2 separate regions of the Mus musculus genome follow, and region 1 is linked to region 2. Evidence: chromatin contacts called from public Hi-C data. All regions are on one chromosome and are shown on one strand. Each heading gives the region's core, a stretch centred on a gene start, on an enhancer-like site or on the middle of the called end of the contact. The rest is flanking DNA. Distances are from core to core; before and after follow the strand shown.

What was found. Hi-C and Micro-C count contacts between places; a contact is called where the count stands out from the background.
Region 1: a contact with region 2 is called in a Hi-C map of bone marrow-derived macrophages, with 21 read pairs. The contact joins two enhancer-like sites. A contact is called at or near these places in 14 of 39 promoter capture datasets (the 3T3-L1 cell line, 3T3-L1-derived adipocytes, the C10 cell line and 8 more), 17 of 484 Hi-C or Micro-C datasets (CD4 T cells, the MNK3 cell line, Th1 cells and 12 more), 17 of 115 datasets of contacts at active chromatin or transcription factors (the SCID.adh cell line, astrocytes, bone marrow-derived macrophages and 11 more) and 3 of 9 other capture datasets (adipose tissue, liver and macrophages).

The regions. Positions count from the first base shown.
Region 1 is chr4:134,797,182-134,800,940 of GRCm38.p6, reverse strand. No RefSeq gene overlaps it. Among named protein-coding and RNA genes, the nearest start is that of Ldlrap1, 31 kb to the right of the region's middle. Within about 2 kb of position 1,865, at least 33 of the 459 cell types and tissues checked have an H3K27ac peak or open chromatin away from gene starts, as enhancers often do. A contact at or near this core is called in bone marrow-derived macrophages, where this site is marked.
Region 2 is chr4:134,524,497-134,528,395 of GRCm38.p6, reverse strand. It overlaps Mtfr1l (mitochondrial fission regulator 1-like), which reads left to right. Exons shown (of 7, transcript NM_029759.4): 7 at 1,884-2,841. The coding sequence ends at 1,989. Among named protein-coding and RNA genes, the nearest start is that of Mtfr1l, 8.9 kb to the left of the region's middle. Within about 2 kb of position 1,750, at least 29 of the 459 cell types and tissues checked have an H3K27ac peak or open chromatin away from gene starts, as enhancers often do. A contact at or near this core is called in bone marrow-derived macrophages, where this site is marked.

The DNA of each region.
Region 1 (3,759 bases), core at 616-3,115, 270 kb before region 2:
GACCTGCAAGGAGTCGCTCTAAGACAGGCCCGACAGCTGTACGTGTGACATGGACTTCGATGTGCCCAGCAGCTGTGGGCCTCACTCACAGCCTCCGTGGCCCAGGCCCTCACGCTCATCTGACCCTGCATTTTAATAAGGTCACCTGCGGAGCCCTATCCTGAGTGACAGCCCCAAGCCCCTCTTTAGGCTTTTGGGATTTTAGAATGAAGAGCTTAGCTGCTGAGGGCTGAAGGAGGTGAAGATCTCTAAACCCTACTTCTTGTTTTGAGATAAGTCTCACCATGTAGCTCTTGACTGGCCCATGGAACTGGCTATGTAGACCAAAGTGGAATACAAGAGATCCTGCCTCTGTCTCTCTCCATGTCTGTCCCCTCCCTCCCTCCCTCCAGCTGGAAGCCCAGGCTAGGAGGATGGAGTCTCCTTTGCTGCCCAGCAATGGCTGATCAAAGCAGGTCAGCATCATCACCCAGGGACCCAGGGCAGGTAAACGCCCAAGCGAGGGACCTGAAGTGTGTGTGTCGTCCTATTGGAGCATCTTGAAACAGTGCCATACTGCAGGGTTTTAGACGAGTCTAAACAGACTGCCTCCAGGACAGGCAGAGAGCAGAAGGAGCCTATTCACCATGTCTCCCATCTGCCTGTCTGCTTTCCTGTGTTTCTTGTCAGATTTCCCCCACAAGTGTCTGCTTGTTTTAGCAAGGCGCGAAGATTCCTTCAACAGCCCGGTGCTCGGAGAACAAGTTAGGCTTTTTCTGGTCCTTCCTCCAGGAAGGATTCTGGCTGACACAGTCCAACAATCTTAGTTCTCCCAAGGGTACCATGCTCTTCTTGCCTCCTTCCTTCCTTGGCTGGCTCTGAACAGCTCTGCCTTCTCCCGTCTCAGCTCCTCTGCCCTTGCTCGCTGTTCAAGCTCAGTCCTCCTTGGGCTGGGCTCTCTAGAGCCTGGAGTTGCTCTCTGTAGTACTTCTCGAAAGCATCTAAGGCTTACCTGTGCAAGAAGTCAAGATGAGCATTGTCAAAAATAATTTAAAAAAATAAAATTAAATTAAAAAAAAAAAGATGAGCATCTTCTGGAAGCTGCTCTGTCCTCGTTCTTAGCAGTGCAGTCTGGATACAGTGGAGATAACGGGGATGTGGAACTGAGGGTGGCAGGACCTTTAGTGAGTTTGACCTGAAACCTGTAGTTACGTTTTATTTCCTTTCACGTTTATTTCCTGGGATGGGGCTGAAGGAGGTGAGTCACAGCAGATGTGTAGATGTCAGAGTGGGCTCCTGTAGGTACCAGGTTTGGCTACAGGCTCTTTACCTGTGACACCATGGCTGGACCCTAAACCTGCACTAGTCCTTCGGTTCCCCTCTCCAGCCCCAACTGAATCTGAGAACCTCTGAGAGCCACTGACCTGAACCGCTGCCTGAAGCCATGTCCACCAGCTGCCAGCAGAGGGCGCAGGCTATCTCAGCCCTGGCTACTCCCCACCCGCCAGCTCAGCTGGGCATGGGAGGCTCTTCCCTAAAGACTTTGCTACAGAGTCTGTCACTGACAAACACCAAGTCACCTCCTAGGGGTGCTGAGTGGCCAGGTACTGGATAGATGCAGCTTACTAGTGAGGAAGGCTTCCCTGGCTTCCCTCCCACTGGTATATATCCCCAAATTTCCAACAGTAAACCTGATTACTTTCATAATAAATGAATTTTAAAACAGTTTAAATGTAATTGAAAGACAAATCAAGGGAAGAAAAGAAGGAAGGAGAGTGGTGAAATGATTCAGGGGGTGAAAGTGCTTGCTATGTAAGCCTTCAGGACCTGACCTTGATCCCCAAATTCCATGACAGAAGCAGAAAACTGACTACGGAGCATTGACCTCTGACCACCATGCCTGCCTTGGCGCCTTTGCACTTTTGGTCACATGCACAATAATAGGAGGAGGGGAAGAGGGAGGAGAGGGAGGAGAAGGGAGGAGAGGGAGGAGAAGGGAGAAGAGGGAGGAGAAGGGAGAAGAGGGAGGAGAAGGAAGAAGAGGGAGGGGGAGAACGACTCAGAAAGGAGCTATGCAGCCTAAGGGAAGTCCCTCTAGCACTTACCCCCAGCTGTTAGTTCTCCTGGGGTGTCTGCCTGAGGGAGAAAGTTAGTGGGGTCACAGTCGTCCGAGTGCTCAAGGTAGCTGAGGGTTTGTCTTGTCACCTCAGCAGTGCACTGTCCCCAGAGTTGGAGTTCAGAGTGTTTGGGTTCAGACTGCCCAAGGACAGTGATCCACTCGTTCACACATGGCTGTTCTGAAATGCTAGGAACATCCACAGCCGAGTGGCGGGGAGTAGGCCAAGGTATTTAACCTCAGAGGTGCCCCCCTCTGCTCCCGTGGCTGTGGACATACTGTTTGAGTTGCATAGAATCTCAGACATTTAAAATTGGGAGAGCCAGGTGATGCGGGTGATGGTGGCAAGTGCCTTTAATCTCAGCACTTGGAAGGCAGAGGTAGGCAGAGCTCTGTGAGTTCGAGGACAGCCTGGTTGACAGAGCAGGTTCCACGACAGCTGGGGCTACACAGAGAAACCCTGCCTTGAAATGAGAGAGAGAGAGAGAGAGAGAGAGAGAGAGAGAGAGCAAGTTCTATCAATCATCTATCATTTATCTGTCAACTATGTATTTATCTATTGATTATCATCTGTCTGTCTATCTATCTGTAATCCATTTAGAGATAGTATCTTGCTATGTAGCGTCCAGGCTGGCCTTGAACTCTGTTACCCACCGCTTTGGCATCTCAACAGCTGGGATGACAGACAGGCTTGAGCTCCCATGCCTGATACATTTGTTTTTGAAACTGTGTCTCTGTGTAGAGCAGGCTAGCCACAATCCCCATCCCTTCTGCCTCTGAGTGCTGCTACTGTGGGCTCTTGGACCATACCTGGCCAAGGATTTGGAGTGTCTGTTCAAACACCTGCATACCCAGCCCACTTCTGTACTCCCTGCAGGCCCTGGGAGAGGCGGGGCCGTGGCTCCCACTCTGCCTGCTTGGTGGATTACCTAGGGCCTGGTATCATGCCCTTTTCTACCAACCTGACATCTGGGCTGAATTGAGCTGTGTGGTTTTTGGCAGCAGGGTTGGAAAACGGACTAGAGGACAGGGCTTGAGAGCGACCTTCTGTCCCGGTGACTTGGGGCCTCAGAGGAAATAAATTCTGGTGGCTGGAGCTGGAGAAGTTGGAGCTAGACTCGGTCTCTCACTTCCCCCAGTCACTGAGCTTCTCTCTAGGCCCCAGCCTCCATTTCTCTCAGTCACATCTCTTACAGTGATGTTTACCAATGTCACCTAGCCCAAGAAGGTCCGTGAACATCACCTGCATTGGTGATTTGTAGGCTTCATCGACTGAGGCTTGCTCTCCTTTGCTGTCTTGCCCAAGCTGGCCTCAAATTCCTGGGTTCAAGTGGTCCTCTGGCCTCAAGCTTCTGACATAGCTGGGACCACAGGCATGCACCACCATAACTGGCTTTATCTCAGGTTTTCCGATAATAAACCATAGGATCTGTGGCCAGGAGAAGCTCAAAGGGGACAGAGGCAGAGCAAGCACTGTGCTGTCAGGAAAGGTGAGGAAGCCAGCCAGAGAGAGAAAGCAGCCAGCCAGCAGGGCAGTTGGCTGGCAGGAGCTGCCCCTGCCATGAGTCTGTGTGTTCTGGGCTGGTGAGAGTCAGAGCTGCCTCTGAGGCCCAGGTGGATGGGCATGGCTCCCCACAGGGACCACGGGCTCCCTCACCATCAGG
Region 2 (3,899 bases), core at 501-3,000:
GGCTGCTTACCAAAACTGATTTAGGGCGGTGTTTGTTGGTTGGTTTGTGTTTTGAGACAAGGTCCTCCTGTAAAGCCCAGGCTGGCCTTGAATTTTCAGAGTTCTGCCTGCCTCTACCTCCCAAGTGCTGGGATCAAAGGCGTGAGCCACCACGCCCGGCCCTGATTTGTACACATTAAACTTACAAAGCAGAATGCCCAGAGAATGAAGCTGTGGGACTTTGTTCAAGCCTGAGGGAATTTGAGCAGGCCTGGAGTTTGAAGCAAGGCCATTCTCGGAGCCCCTGAGAAGCTTCCTGCTAGACAAGCTCTGCAGCTGCCTGGGGGATCCTGTCCTTCACAGCTGCTCCAGATGTACCGAGTGACTCTACAGAGGGCCTTGTTCTTTTTTTTTTTTTTTTTTTTTAAAGATTTATTCATTTATTTATTATATGTAAGTACACTGTAGCTGTCTTCAGACGCACCAGAAGAGGGCATCAGATCTCATTACGGGTGGTTGTGAGCCACCGTGTGGTTGCTGGGATCTGAACTTCGGACCTTCGGAAGAGCAATCGGGTGCTCCTACCCACTGAGCCATCTCACCAGCCCCGAGGGCCTTGTTCTTGAGCACCTTAGTTGGAGGTGGAACTTGGTGGTGGGTGCCCAGTATAACTGTCCTTGTGAGTGCTGGGCAAAAAGCTTGCCACTCCAGCCTTCCTATCTGACACGTAAGGGTTCTCTGATCTCTTACTCCCCCAAATTCAGCTGCTGCGTCACTTCGTTTTGGTTGACCCTGATCCCCTTTTCTTTTCTCTCTTTTTTTTTTTTTTTTTTTGTTGTTGTTTTTCAAGACAGGGTTTCTCTGTGTCGTCCTGGCTGATCTGGAACTCACTCTGTAGACCAGGCTGGCCTCAAACTCAGAAATCCGCCTGCCTCTGCCTCCCGAGTGCTGGGATTAAAGCACCACCACACCCAGCTTGATCCCCTTTTCTTCTACTCATTGTTCTAAACCTTGCCTCTTGTCTGTGTAGCTCAAGCTGGTCTTGAACTTGTGGTCCTTCAGCCTCTGCTTCCCGAGTTCTACAAACAGAGACATTTGTCACCAGCTCAGCTTCTAGTATTTGGCTTCTTAGAGCAAATTATATCCAAACCATTGCCAAACCTGTCCCACATGTGTCTTGGCATCTTTTTCTCTAATAGAAGAAAGAATGATTCCGTTAGCCAGGTCAGCAAAAGTTCAGATAATGTGATAGACCAAAGACAATCCTTGTTTTACTTTCAGATTTGAAGTTAATCTTTGACCTTCAGGTATTTCTTCAAAGACCAGTTAAATTACACCTTCAGGAGATAAGTGTAAAAATTAGCAGCTTCAGACAACTATTTCCAGAGCATCCAGGATGCTCTTTTATATAAATGTGTGCCTACTTTAGAGTTCAATTTGTTCCCACAGTTCCTTATAATGTAGATGATTTTGGTCTTTTAAGGGCGGGGGTTGGGAGGAACCCACAACCAAACAGCTCACTTAAGGGAAGATGGTGGTAAAAGATCTCCAGGATGTCGTGTCTCCAGGACTAGTAAGGATCAGAATGGCTGAGCCATCAGTCATTTACTGAAGACCCTTTTGAGATAAGATCAGAACTCCAACTAATTGATAGGCCTTGATTTTACCCATATTTTGTAGCTGTGTAAGAAATATAGGCATTCTAGTTAAGAGATGGGTCCAGATCAGGTAGGCCAAACAGAGACTGTAACTCCAGCTCTGCGTGCCGAATCTTCCATAGGCGTGGGAACATGCGCTGGTAAGTGCTTCCCAGAGCTGCTGTGAAGATTCAGGGTAAAGAGTGCACATACACCATGACCCAGAACAGAGCAAGGGCTCCCTAAATACAGGTTCTTGTGTCTCAGGAGCCGGAGTTTACTGAAGGAAGAAGACCCTGCTGTCCTCATCTCTGAGGTCCTCAGGAGGAAGTTTGCCCTGAAGGAAGAAGACATCAGTAGAAAAGGGAACTGACAGCACTGACTGCAAACTGTCTCTTGCTCCTGAACTTCAATAGCTGCCTTCCTCACCGCAGATGTCTGTCTCCGAGATCTGCAACCGTCTTGCTGACTAGGGCTTGGGCTAGAAGAGAAGAGCTGGATTACTCGCTGTTTCCTGCACTTAAGCCTTGGCAGGAGCCAAGGTCTATGGTTTTTTGAGATGAAGCATTTGTTACAGATAATTGGGTAGAGTGGAGTGTATCTGCTTAAGGGGTGAAGTTTGTTTTTTCTTGTCTCTGAAAACTAAGCCCTCAATGAACGACTTAATTAACTCACTGCATTAGTCTCCATAATTGGTCTCGCTGGACACGTGCACAGCTGTGGCTCTCAGCAGCTTCCCTGCAGCGCCACTGGGCTAAGGGGGAGCGGCCATTTATGTTCATGTTCACAGGAAGGTCTTCTGCTGCTCCATCCTAGACCTGCCCCAGTGCCCAGCAGTCACCCTTCCCCTCTAGCTACAGAGTCCAGGCCACTGGACCAGCCAACATCTGGGCTGCTGCAGGGAGGCCTGGCCTATTTTTTCTTAAAACATATTTTATAAAACTACAACCTGATCTACCCTCCAGGGCCTCCTCAGTTCCACTGATTGAAATTTTCTTCTTCCATGGACTAAGTCCATCTAGGAAGGAAAAATGAGGAGAAAGAGTGTGGTATCCTCCTTCTAAGACAGTGACCGATTTCTCTGGGTTGGGCCAAGACTTTATTTACTGCATCATGCATGACTCACTCAGGGGCCCTTGGGGCCCTCTTCTCTATGATATGAATACTGTGTGTGTGAGTTGAAGCATTACCTGATATTAAATGAAGGATTTGGAGAAATGGTGAATTTTTTTCTTGGTTCATCTCTGAGTTTTGACCACAGTAACCTCTGGTGAAGAGAGAGCTCCTGACTTCTTTCTTGCCCTCAGGAAAGTGATTCTCACTGTGACCCTTTAATACAGGTCCTTATGCTATGGTGACCTCCCCACAACCCTAAAATTATTTTGTTGCTACTTCATAACTAAATTTGCTACCATTATGAGTTGTAATGCAAATACCTACATGCAACTTCAAGAGGCCATGAGCCACAAGTTGAGACCCTTACATTTCTTAGGTTGGAGAAATGACTTGGAAATCAAGATCACTAGCTGATTCCCAGCACCTGCATAGCTGTTAACAACTGTTTGTTCTTCCAGTCCCAGGGATCTGTCACACTCTTCTGGCCTGGTTGGTACCAGGCACACACATGAGATACACATACATACTTTCAGAGAAAACACCTGTACATCTTATTCTAAGGGATTTTTGTCCTTTCCATAGAAAAATTTCCAAAACTACATTTGGTAAATTACTGTGGTTTGCATCAACTGCCACATAGAGTGCCATGTGACCACGTGACCAGTGGTACTTTGGGTAGAATACAGGCAAAATCACAGAAGTTATGATTGGTAGAATTCAGGGCAGTGACACCACTTATTAAAACGATGATTTGGGCTGGCAAGATGGCTCAGTGGGTTTTCTCTACTCAGTCTGACCGGAGTCTGGAATCCACATAGCAGAGAGATCTGATCCTGGGAGCTGCCCTGGAGTGGCACATGAGCACCTGTACTAGCATATCACAAAGTTGCCCTTTCTTTTTTTCTAGCCCAGGCTGGTCCAGTACTCAACTTTGTAGCTCTGATAAATGTTTTAAATACAACCAGAGCCAGCTTTCCAGACGTTAACCTAGAGTCCATTTTGCAAAGGGAACTTACCTCTTCCCTCATGGAAGAGTAATAGTTCAGATCTGGGGATGAACAGATAAAGCAAATTAACTTTAAATTTTTCATTTTATGTATATGAGTGCCTGCATGTCTGTATGTACCACATGTGTGTCTGGTGCTTGTAGAGGTCAGATTCCATAAA